3 separate regions of the Sus scrofa genome follow, and regions 2 and 3 are each linked to region 1. The links are chromatin contacts, called in public Hi-C and HiChIP or PLAC-seq maps. All regions are on one chromosome and are shown on one strand. The core of a region is the stretch at or near the end of the contact, and the rest is flanking DNA. Distances in the headings are between cores, read along the strand shown.

Evidence for each region. Hi-C and Micro-C count contacts between places; a contact is called where the count stands out from the background. HiChIP or PLAC-seq counts read pairs in DNA pulled down with a chosen protein or histone mark.
Region 2: a contact with region 1 is called in a Hi-C map of alveolar macrophages, with 2.9 times the contacts expected there. The contact joins two enhancer-like sites. A contact is called at or near these places in 7 of 47 Hi-C or Micro-C datasets (alveolar macrophages, embryonic fibroblasts, fetal heart ventricle and 3 more).
Region 3: an H3K27ac HiChIP or PLAC-seq map of alveolar macrophages shows a contact between it and region 1. The contact joins two enhancer-like sites. A contact is called at or near these places in 5 of 47 Hi-C or Micro-C datasets (embryonic fibroblasts, fetal heart ventricle, heart right ventricle and 2 more) and 1 of 2 datasets of contacts at active chromatin or transcription factors (alveolar macrophages).

Annotation. Positions count from the first base shown.
Region 1 is chr17:33,534,162-33,538,152 of Sscrofa11.1, reverse strand. No RefSeq gene overlaps it. Among named protein-coding and RNA genes, the nearest start is that of PDYN, 20 kb to the right of the region's middle. Within about 2 kb of position 1,967, at least 3 of the 83 cell types and tissues checked have an H3K27ac peak or open chromatin away from gene starts, as enhancers often do. A contact at or near this core is called in alveolar macrophages, where this site is marked.
Region 2 is chr17:33,698,932-33,702,951 of Sscrofa11.1, reverse strand. No RefSeq gene overlaps it. Among named protein-coding and RNA genes, the nearest start is that of SIRPA, 90 kb to the right of the region's middle. Within about 2 kb of position 2,436, at least 15 of the 83 cell types and tissues checked have an H3K27ac peak or open chromatin away from gene starts, as enhancers often do. A contact at or near this core is called in alveolar macrophages, where this site is marked.
Region 3 is chr17:33,717,249-33,721,127 of Sscrofa11.1, reverse strand. No RefSeq gene overlaps it. Among named protein-coding and RNA genes, the nearest start is that of SIRPA, 110 kb to the right of the region's middle. Within about 2 kb of position 1,322, at least 3 of the 83 cell types and tissues checked have an H3K27ac peak or open chromatin away from gene starts, as enhancers often do. A contact at or near this core is called in alveolar macrophages, where this site is marked.

The sequences.
Region 1 (3,991 bases), core at 718-3,217:
TGAGCTGTGGTGTAGGTTGCAGACGCGGCTCGGATCCCTCGTTGCTGTGGCTCTGGCGTAGGCTGGTGGCTACAGCTCCGATTCAACCCCTAGCCTGGGAACCTCCATATGCCGTGGGAGCGGCCCTAGAAATGGCAAAAAGACAAAAAAAAAAAAAAAAAAAGTAGACGGATGGATGAATGGAGATATGGATGGAGAATGGATAAATGGTTATGTGAAGCATAGGTGGAGCAACAGATGGAGAGATGGAGAGATATACCGTTAAGTGAATGTATGAATTAGTGAAGAGATAAGTAAACAAGTGAATGATCAATGGAATAAGAGAAAGAGCAAATAATGAGCAGGCAAATAAATAAGTGAATAATCATAAAAAATGAATGAGCAAGTGAATTGATGTGGGAGTGGGTCAATGAATAAGTAAATGAGGAAATAAGTGAGGGGATTAATGAATAAATAAATAAATAAGTAAACCGTTTGCATGAATAAAATAAAAAAGAAGATAAGTGAATGAGTGATGAACAAAAATGGTGAATACGGGAATGCCAAGGATAATCTGGACCACCCAAGCAGTCATAGCTTGGCACTGTGTCCGGTGCATAGTAGGTACTCAATAAACATCTGTCAAATAAACTAATGAACAAATGAATGTTGGTAGACCAGTTGACCCAGTGCTGTGGCAAGCACTGAGGCTGATTTAAAAGACTTGGATTCTGATCCCAATTCTTTGGTTTTCAGTTATGTCACTTTGAATTCATCCCTTTCCTTCTTTAAGCCTTGTCTCCTCATCTCTAAAATGATTATCTTCATGTGTCAAGGCTATTTTAAAAATCCAATAATAAGAGTTACCCAGAGTTCCCACTGTGGCACAATGGGATCAGCGGCATCACTGAAGCACTCAGATGCAAGTTTGGTCCCCGGCCCGGCACAGTGGGTTAAGAATCTGGTGTTGCTGTAGCTGTGGCATAGGTAGCAACCAGCAACTGCTGCTGGGATCTGAACCCTGGCCTGGGAACTCCATATGCTTCAAGGCAGTCAATAATAATAATAATAGTAATAATAATAGTAATAATAATAGGAGTTCTTATTGTGGCTCAGCTGTAATGATCCTGACTAGTATCCATGATAATGCGGGTCTGATTCCTGGCCTCCCTCAGTGGGTTAAGGAACCCACGTGGCTGTGGGCTTCAGGGTAGGTCACAGACTCAGCTTGGATCTGGCATTGCTGTGGCTGTGTGTGCTGTATCAATTAGCCTGGGAACATCCATATGCTATAGGCATGGCCCTAAAAAAACAAAGAAAAAAAATAATGATAATAATAATTATAATAATAGCCACCTGGCAATAATAAGGGCTTAACAAAGGTTAAGTAACTCTAGTCCCCCCACTCTCTTTGTACTACTTGAAATATCCACTGGATGTATATATGTGTGTATATATATATATATATATATATATATATATACAATTTTTTTTTCAGATCCTTAACCACTAGGCCACAAGGGAACTCCTACTGGATATATTTTTTTAATACTACAAAGCCCCTGCTATGTCTCCTCTCTCAGAGAAGCACATTTCCTCACTTATACATCTGAGCAGGTGAATTTAACCCATAGCACCTTCCAGGATTCTGGTCTGTACTCATGAAATGTTCATCCACTCAGCCATTTCAATCTCAGTTGAGAGCCCTCGGCATTTACAGTTTATTATTGTTGCTTTTATCATCATCATTATTATCTAAAATTTCCCCCCAGAGCCCCAAGCAGGGATAGGTGGACAAAATAAATTGGGGCTGTTTTTATCTTACTTTAAATTTTGGGTGGAGAAAAGACGGAATGGGCGGAGAAAGAAAAGTGCTTTGTTCTCGAGTGAGGCTTAAATTTCTGAAACCACTTGCCCAAGCTCACTTTCCACCAGTGCAGAAGAGAGCTGTGGCCAGACATTTCCTTTTCTTTGCAGTGAGGAAATTGCTTAATCATTTACAGCCAAAGAGAAAAGACAGCACGGAAGAACAGCCTCCTTTAATAGGAAGCATAGAGACCTCTTGTCTTAATGCTAACGGCCGCCCATTTACATCAAATAAGCCCTTGAGTTCCAGTTTTAAATCCTCATTTTCTTCTTGTCTCCTGGAGTTTGAACCACAAGACCACCTGCATGGTGGAAAAACCACCCTCAACATGTATTGTTCTGTCTCACCACGAGGGGGCGCTCCCAGATCAGACACAGGTGGCTGCTGGCCACCTGCCTTGGGGCTGCCACCTCCTGTGGATGCAGTATCTTTGCAGACCTACAGGAAGAGGGGGCCAAGAGTTCCTGCCCCCTTAAGGTCTCGGCGAAGAGCAGATACAGCTTTGAAGGCTAGAGCAAGGTCACTTACAAAGGAACCAGATGTCCCCTGAAATTTTTCTGGATCACTGAGAAAGATACTGGGTCTCTGAGGAGCGTTGGGAACTAAATTGAGGGCCTACTATGTGCCTGGGCTTTCCATAACTCAAGTCATTCACTCCACAAACACTGAGGGCCTTTGGTGGTGGCTCTCCAGTATGGGAAGAAGCTGAGGGTCAAGGTGGAAACTTGAACGTGAGGTGAATTTCATTGGCAGCTAGTATCACTTTCCACATAGAGGTGGAAAGAAAGTGGCCTTGTCGGTGGACTTGCTGCAGCCTGACCTCAAGTAAGCTCTGGAGCACGAATCGCACCCATGCAAGGTCTTTTGCACCCCAGGCCAGGGTGGGGAAAGGCAGAGTTGCTGGGGAGAGGGCAGTTTTCTGGAGAAGAGGGCGGTGGTGGTGAGAGCCTAGACGGAAAGCAATGGGGGAGGGGAGGGGTGCCACAGCCAGAAATGGAATCTGGGTGTGGCTCCCACAGCATTGACTACAAAAGCCAGTGATGATTGTTTTCGGATAATTTTTATGTCCGGATTATTATTATTTCAGATTATTATCTGCCCAGGCACAAGGCAGAGATGGCTCTCAGAGATGCCCTCTCTTCCACAGCTCCTCTGAGGGTCTTGGTATCAGCCTGTCTCTCAAGACCTTTTTCCTAAAGGAGAACCTTCCATGAAGACCAATGTATCAACTTAGGAGGCTGAGATGGGTGAGATGGGACAGCGGTGACCTGCCAGGAATGCCTGCAACCTCCTTGGGCCCTCTGAGCTCACACATCTGTGCTGACCTGCAGGCCATTCATTCTTGATGCCTTTTTTCCTTGCCCTTCCCTCATCCAGTCAGGTGCCATGTCCTGCCACTTCTGTCCCCTTAAATGCTCCCCGCCCAGCTGGCATCACTAGGGAGACAGCAGGGACCCACAACCCCCCAGCTTAACTCCCGAGTGAGCGTGGGATTGTCAGTATCAGGAGTATTTTTGTATACAGTAAAGGTTCCCTGCGAGTAGGTGTTACTTAATTAATATTCAGTGTATTACAGTAGCTTTTTAAAAAAAGCCCTAGCCATTCATCAGGGACTTGGAGAACAGACTTGCAGTTGCCAAGGGGGAAGAGGAGGGAATGGGATGGACTGGGAATTTGAGGTTAATAGATGTGAACTATTGCCTTTGGAATGGATAAGCTATGAGATCCTGCTCTAGAGCACTGGGAACTCTATCTAGTCACTTATGATGCAGCATGCTAATGTGACACAAAGAATGTAAATATGTATGTGTGACTGGGTCACCTTGCTGTACAGTAGAAAATTGACAGAACACTGTAAACCAGCTGTAATGGACAAAAATAAAAATCATTTAAAAAAAAACAACCCTAGCCATTTGTAAGCTTTTAAGTTTAATTTACAAACCATTATTCTATTTCTATGCAGTCACTTTTACGAGGCTTTTGATTAATGGTCAGTCCGCTCAGACTCAGTTAAATGATCCATCCCCTTTGCAAACTTGGTTAATTAAATTATCTTCAACACTTTACACAGGACTTACTAATTTAACACATCCAATTTCCTTTTTTAAACACTTCCATTGCCTGACCTGACGAGCAAAACTTTCC
Region 2 (4,020 bases), core at 1,187-3,686, 160 kb before region 1:
AATGCATGGCAGATGGTGGGAGCCAGGTTTCTCATTTTTGAATTTGGGGGCAACGATTACAGATAAACAAGAGGAGACAAATAGACTCAACTGTATATGTGTTGGCGACATTAGCATACATTCATGTTTAACTTAACATCAATGCTAATGGGCAGATGTAGAAATAACTACAGTTATGTGTACCTACCATCTCGTATACATACATGTCTTTCCTAGCTCTGCCCACTGGGAGTGGCCCCCCAGTAGCAACAAGCACACTCAGCACCCAGAACTTGGTTTCTAATACCATCCTTCAATAAAAGGAACTGGGTTCCTTGGAGAAACCCTGTTGATGTAATAAATGATGGAATACACAAATAGCCGAAGAATTCCAAATAATTTATTCTGCCCCTTTAAGGAAGTGGAGAACAACTCTCCATCTGGTTAAATGTGGGCTCTACAGAGGGACTTCCTTTCTCAGAAAACAGTATGGAAAGAGGGGGAAACAGTAACATTCCAGGGGAGAAACGTGGCAACACTACCTCAGCCGGGGGACTAAAGTTAACGTCATTAATGGTAGATGATGGCATGTGTGACGAACAACACTTCATCTCTGTGGTCTGCTTCTTCAGAAGCCCTAACTCCAGTCTAATGATGAGAAAAACACCTAACACCCAACTGGAGGAACATTCTACAGACCTCCAGACTGGCACACCTCAATATCGGAAAAGTCTTCAAAAAAAAAAAAAAAAAAAGTAAGGTAAGTCTGAGAAACTGTCACAGCCAAGAGGAACCTGAGTAGACATAATGATGAAATGTAATGTGGCATCCTGGATGGGCTCTTGAGACAGAAAAAGACATTAAGGAAAAGCCAATGAGATCTGCATAAAGAACAGAGTTGAGCTAATAATAATTTGAACTAATAATAATGTATCGATATTGGCTCTTTAGTTGACAAACATATTCCAGGAATACAAGATGCTAACAATAGGGGCAGTAGTGTGCAGGGGTCCAGGAACTCTGTACTATCCTTGCAACTTGTCTGTAAAGCTAACCATTATAAACTAAAAACACTATGGAAATATATTTCTGGGAGTTCCCGTTGTGGCGCAGTGGTTAATGAATCCAACTAGGAACCATGAGGTTGTGGGTTCGATCCCTGGCTTTGCTCAGTGGGTTAAGGATCTGGCGTTGCCGTGAGCCGTGGTGTAGGTCGCAGACGTGGCTCGGATCTGGTGTTGCCGGTGGCTACAGCTCTGATTAGACCCCTAGCCTGTGAACCTCCATATGCCACAGGTGTGGCTCTAGAAAAAGGCAAAAAGACCAAAAAAAAAAAAGAAAAAAAGAAATATATTTCTTAATGGCCACAATAATCCATGGCCCTTGCGTCATACCCTTTGCAACATGAATTTACAGCTCCTCCCTCAGAGAGGTGGTTTCCTTTTCCCCACCTCTTGAATCTAGCCTGTGACTTGCTTGGACTAACAGAACATGATGGAATGGGATACCAGTCATGGAGTTTCCAGACTGCATGTTGCTTGATAAGAGACATGGCCCAAGCACCCTTCTTACCCCAGCTGACAACCAGCCAACTGCTACACATGTGACTGAGCCCATTCTTCCTAGACCAGCCAGACCTCAGCAAGAGCCACCCTCCAATCCATTCACACAAGGAGCCAACACAAAATGAGCCCAGCCTGACCCAGATCAGCAGGGTTAGCAGTGATCCATCTGAACAGTAACAAAAGCCTTTTGTTGAAAAACTTGTGTTTGTTATACAGCAACAGCTAAGTGATTTACTCATATGCACAACAGTGTATGTACAAGGTTTTTGTTGTAACATCATGATTACAAAAGATTAGGAGCAATTTAAAGTCTTGTCAATAGAAGACTGATCAAATAATTATGAGATCCGGACAATGGAATATTATGCAGCTGTTCAAAAGAATGAGGCAGCTGTCCATGAATCAATATGGAACAAATCCCATGATACATTTTTAAGTGAAGCAGCAAGATGCAAAAGAGTATACAGAGGAAGCTACTAAACCTGTAAAATATTTGTGTTTGCATAGGCTTTCTGCAGGAGGAGATGTGAGAAACATGACAATGCCTGCCTCTAGGAAGGGGAACTGGGTGGCGGGGACCAAGAGTGGAAGGGAGACTTCCTCTTCACTCTACAGCCTTTTATCTTTTGAATCATGTAAATGTGTCATCTATTCAAAAATAAATAAAAGCAGAATGAAAAAAACTCCTGTGCCTTTCAAATTTGGTCTTTTATTCTCTATTCCCAAGATTCCTGAGAGATCCACCAGGACCACAAATAGCAGTGAGAGGACCAGGCTGTATTTTCTCCCTCCCTCTTTCAGACAGCCTCCACCACATGCGAAGAGAAGCTTGTTTTTCTGGTTCCCTTGTCTGTCAGCTTCACGGACCTGCATAACCCCGCCGGCCACTAGAGGGCAACCTGAGGCTTCCTTCCTGGTAGGGAGCTGCGGAGGGGTTAGGGGCTGCTCTGAATAGCCGGCTGGCGCCTACCCAGCCAAGGCTTTCTGTATTACATTTAAAAAATAATAACAACAACAATAATAAATGGTTTCGGCTTGGGAGAGAGACATGCAGAACAGGCTCAGGATCGGCCAGCCATTACCCTTCCGGTTCCCATGGTAATGCGTGCGTCTTAAGGGCTGGGGGTGGGGGCAGAGAGCCCATAGAAAGAGAGATGACCCTAAAGCTCCTTGCTGCGCACCGCCATCCGACTTTATAAAACCCCTTGGGGAACTCACCCTTTAGGCTGCTGAAGACTAAACCCTCAGGAGATCTGGAGGGTTTGCCTTGCGACCTTGAAAAAGCCCCTTCCTACCTTGAACCTGTTCCACATTTGTACACTGTAAAAAGTGACTATACTAGTGAATCAAGCAATTTGTGGCAATGACTGAACGGATCACCCTATTGACTATTCCATCCCCATTTTACAGATGAGGAAGCTGTGGCCTCAAGAGGGTAACTTGCTCTGGCTGCACAGCCGGCGGTCCGGTAGGGTTTGGAGGCAGGTTTCCCTGCCTCCCGAACCCCTGCTCTGACCGCTTAACTTATCCTGTCCCCAAGGGAGGTTGGGAGGGATTTCAAAAGAGGTAGCTGAGAAACAGCATCGGAAAGGGACACGGGAGCCCATATGCACCAAGCCCCTCCTGCGCGCTGCGGTCCGCTGCAGGCGGCTGCGTAGGCCCGGTACCTACAAGCTCTCGCCCCGTCTGACGGGCGAGGAGAGGCCGCGCATGGCCGCGGAGGAGCTGGCCGGGGCAGAGACCTAGAGGCGGAGACCTGGGGACTAGAACCCGCCGGTCCCTGCGCCTCCGCAGAAGTGCAGCTCAGAGGCAGGAGCTTGTCCGGCAGCCCGGGGGAGGGGGCGGACTGCGGGGGCGCTGGAGCGCACAGGGCACCTCCAAACCGGCCATCTCAGCAAACGAAGTTACTGTTTTCAAGAAGATGCCTTTGTTCCAACCGGGGTGAGAAGACTGAATACTGAACCGCAGCTGACGCAGGATGCAGGCGGCTTTTCCGCGATCGCTTCTGTCTGGCCTTGAAAGACAAACGCGCTGGGAGGCAGAACGCCTGCGACACGGAAACTCGCAGCTGGCAGCATCTCTGTGCCCGCCTGCAAAAGAGGGGCGCAGAGAGTGCCCGACAGCGCAGCGGGTTGGTTCCTTCAGCCTCGCTCGCTCGCAGCCCTCCACCCCTGCCTCGGCCTCCCCATCTGCACCGGGAGACGGGAGACGTTGCAGAAGGGCTGGGCCCTTTGCCGGCTCCTTGCTGGAATCTGTTTATCCAGACACAAGTGGGACGTTTGCCTTTCAGAGAGAGAAGGGAGGCAATAAAAAACTAAAGGAACAAACAGACAGGATAATTTCAAATAACAAGTGTTAATTTAATGGCAAACACAAATACACTGCTAGTGCCAGGCTTCTGTTCCAAATACTCTAAATAAATGTGCTTGCTTGCAGGATCTCACAGCAGATCCACGAGGCAGATTAATTATCTCCC
Region 3 (3,879 bases), core at 73-2,572, 180 kb before region 1:
GAGAAAAATATCAGATATGGAGTATTTAAGAGGGAAATTTGAGAAAGACGTGAGATAACACTGAGATTTATATTCTTAGGCAGGGTGAAGGGAAAATTTCAGAAGATACACTGAGGAGTTCCCATTGTGGCTCAGTGGGTTAAGGACCTGACATTGTCTCTGTGAGGATGGGGGTTCGACTCCTTGCCTTGCTGAGTTGGTTAAGGATCTGGCACTGTAGAAGCTGTGGCATAGGTCGCAAATGAGCCTCAAATCTGACCCATATGCTGCAGGTTCAGCCATAAAAAAAAAAAGGGGGAGAAAAAGAAAAGAAAATACATTGAATTTGTGGGGAGACAGTCCTGCCCTCAGTCCCAGCTCTGCTATTTGAGACCCCTGAGACCTTGGTCCCTCTGCTGCGGTTCCAGCTGTCGTATATCAGGTAACATACGTGAGGACACCTGGTACACAGCAAGTGCTACAGGTGTCAGCCGACATGAGCAGAGTATAGAGGTGTGTAAGTGTGTAAGGAGTGGACCTGAGGAAGGGTTTAGAGCTCACACTGAGGAGCTGTAAATGCAAAGGTACATTAGCACCACGCAGAAGGGAGCCTGATACCAGAAGAGGAAGCTGCCCTTCCCCACTGCAGACCACAGGGCACACCAAACACCTGCACAGGGTGTGGGAGAATCAGAGCGATGCTCACAGGGTGGGGTGCGGCGGGGGTGGGGGTGGGTTACCTTGCAGCAGGGGGCAGGATACAGGTTTGCAGGTGAAAGAGAAAATAAGACAGGAGAGGAACAAACTCGGCGTGAGTCAGTAAAGAAATAACGTAAGTTGCTTCTGGTCAGAAAGGACCAGTTTGGAGTTTTTCACCCAGATCTGTATAGCCCACTTTATGGATCTTTTTTAAATTTTGGCCGGACAAAGAAAAAAAAAAAAAAGACAGTGAGAAGTTGCAAGGGGATGGGGTCATTTGCCCAAGAATTCTTAGAGCAGGCGGATAAAGGCCACTTCTTTCCGGGAGAGTGTGAATGCAGCAGCAATGCCCCTGTTGGGAATTCATGTGGTTTTGCAGCCCAGCATCCTGTCTACCCTTTCCCAGGTAGTAGCTCACGGCAGCTGACAGGGCCAGTAGGGAGCTGTCCTATCCCACCTCCTATGGTTCTGGAGAGCTGTCAGTGCACATTCTGGCTCGCCCTTGGCTGGTCCAGGCCTGGCCAGTTCTAATGCTCCCTTCTCTCCTCCTTCCCTTCCCTCCCCATCTCATCTCTTCTGGCTCAGTCATTCCTTCTCCCAAGCTGATTCCTGCAGAACCGAGGAAAGCAGGTCTTTCCGCAAAGTCTGAACTGCTGGTGGACAGCTCCCCCTAGTGGAGAATGTCATCTAGGACACAAAAGGTAGCTAGGTAGGGAAGAGGAGGTAGATTTGGATGGGGTGAGAGAGAGAAAAAGAAAATGAGGGGCAAGGGAGAGGAGAAGAGAGAAAAAAGAGGTGTGTGTGAGAGAGAAACCCCCGGTAGAGAGAATACAAATCTTGCACCTGCACCTTCCCTGCTTCCCAGGTAATCCTGTCAGGAATTCTAGCCTCTCCAGGAGTTCCCGTCGTGGCTCAGCGGTAACCAACTCGACTAGTATCCATGAGGTTGCCGGTTCGATCCCTGGCCTTGCTCAGTGGGTTAAGGATCCGGTGTTGCCATGAGCTGTGGTGTCGGTCACAGATGGGGCTCGGATCTGGCATTGCTGTGGCTGTGGTGTAGGCTGGCAGTTGTAGCTCCAATTCGACCCCTAGTCTGGGAACTTCCATATGCCGCAGATATGGCTCTAAAAAAGCAAAAAAAGAAAAGGAAAAAAAAAAAAAAAAAAGAATTCTGGCCTCTCTTGAAAAACGCCTTCTAGAAACTGCCCTGAACCAGTCTTGATTGATTAAAGCCTTCCTAGAAGGGATTCGGTGGCCCAGCTGTCCTTATAGTCTGCCTTTTCCCCAAGCCAAGTATGAAGGTAGAGAAATTTCAACCAGAAGAGTGCATGGAATTGGGAAAAGAAGTCCCACACTTTCTTCTTGAGAAGGATGTGGAGGAGGGAGGAATGGAATTTGGGGTGAGTGCCTGAGAGTTTTATCAGCAGCCCAGGGCGTCCTCCCTTCCTTCACCCTGAACCCTTGGTTTCCTGAGTCCTGACCTACTTCTGTCTGCACTCCAGGCAGGTGGCCTGTGTTTTCACCCCTGACCCTCCCAGCCATGCTGCCCAGAGGGGTTGGTGAGAGGCTGCACCCATCTTTCCCCAGCCTGGGCACCTGAGCCCGCAGGGTGATGTTGGCCTGGACTGGGGGCTGCTTATCCTGGACCACCCAGCAGGCAAACTTGCTCTCATCCAGCCTGGCCTCTGCCTGCCAGTAGGTCCCATCTGGGTTTCTGGTGACCTGGGGGGACTCCATGGTCTGAACTTTGTGCCTGTTCTCCATCCAGGTGAGGAGCAGGTGAGAGGGATAGAAGCGGCTCAGGTGGCAGGTGAGATTCACTCTCCGATGTACCTGGATTTGCATCCCAGAGGGCTTGGTGGTGATCTTCAGGGTGGGGACAGCTGGACAAAGAAGCAGAAAGGAACATCTATTGAAATTATACCTGCCTGCTTGTCCCTTATGTCCACCTTTCCCAGGACCCCTCCCTAGAGCTCTCGCTCTTCAATCAGTTACCTGTTTTCAAAAAAGTTATATGTTTTCAAAAAATATATATATATATATACATATATATATATACACATATTTTTGGCTGCACCTGCAGCACACAGAAGTTCCCAGCCAGGGATCAAACCCATACCACAGAAGTGCCCGGAGCCATAGCAGTGACAATGCCAGATCCTTAACTGCTAGGCCACCAGGAAGCCCTGGAATAATTTTTTTTTGTATTCTCAATGTAAGGCAAATGGAGCTAAGTGTTAACATTCATTAAATAGGGGTAGCGGGGAGTTTCCATCATGGCTCAGGGGGTTAAGAGCCAGACATAGTGTCCATGAGGAGGTGGGGTTCGATCCCTGGCCTCGTTCAGTGGGTTAAGGATCTGGTGTTGCCACAAGCTGCGGCATATTTCGCAGATGCAGCTTGGATCTGGTGTTGCCACGGCTGTGCTGTAGGCCTGCAGCTGTAGCTCCAATTAGACCCCTAGCCCTGGAACTTCTATATGCTGCAGGTGCGACTGTAAAAAGAAAAATATATGTATATGGGTACGGATACATGAATATCTGCTATATTATTTCCTGTGTGTTTGAAACATTTCATATCATGAAATATTATTTTAAGAATTACAAAATACGATTTCCATGAGAACAGGGACTTAATTTTACTCATCCCTCTATCCCTAGCACCTAGAAGCCTGCCACGCAGTAGATATTCATGGATGCAAGAATTCACTTATGTTGAATAAATAATATGATTTAAAATTTAAAATAATGATATTAATAGAACAAAGATGTCTGGAATGGAAGCTTAGCCCAGACGATAAGAATAAAATCAAGCATCCATAAACAACTTATTGTGTGGCAGTAGCTGCTTTGTAAGAAATTGCTCATTTAATCCTCACACGAAACCTACAAGGTCGGTCTTAATTTTATTCTCATTCTAAGAGGAAACTGAGGCACAAACGAGTTAAATAACTTACCCAAGATCACACAGATTGCGAACTAGAACAGTCAGGATTAAACCCAGACAGTGCGTCTCTGCAACCTGTGTCACTAACAATTCTACCGTGTGACCGGCCACGGCAGGGGGGAATTCCAAGTTCCCCATTGTGAAATGGGGCTTTGGGTCAGACTCTGAGAACCAGCGCTGCCAGGAAAACGATGTCCCCACCCAGCTTCCCGCCCACGAACCTCGGAGAGGGTCATGCCAGGGGCTCCGCCAAGG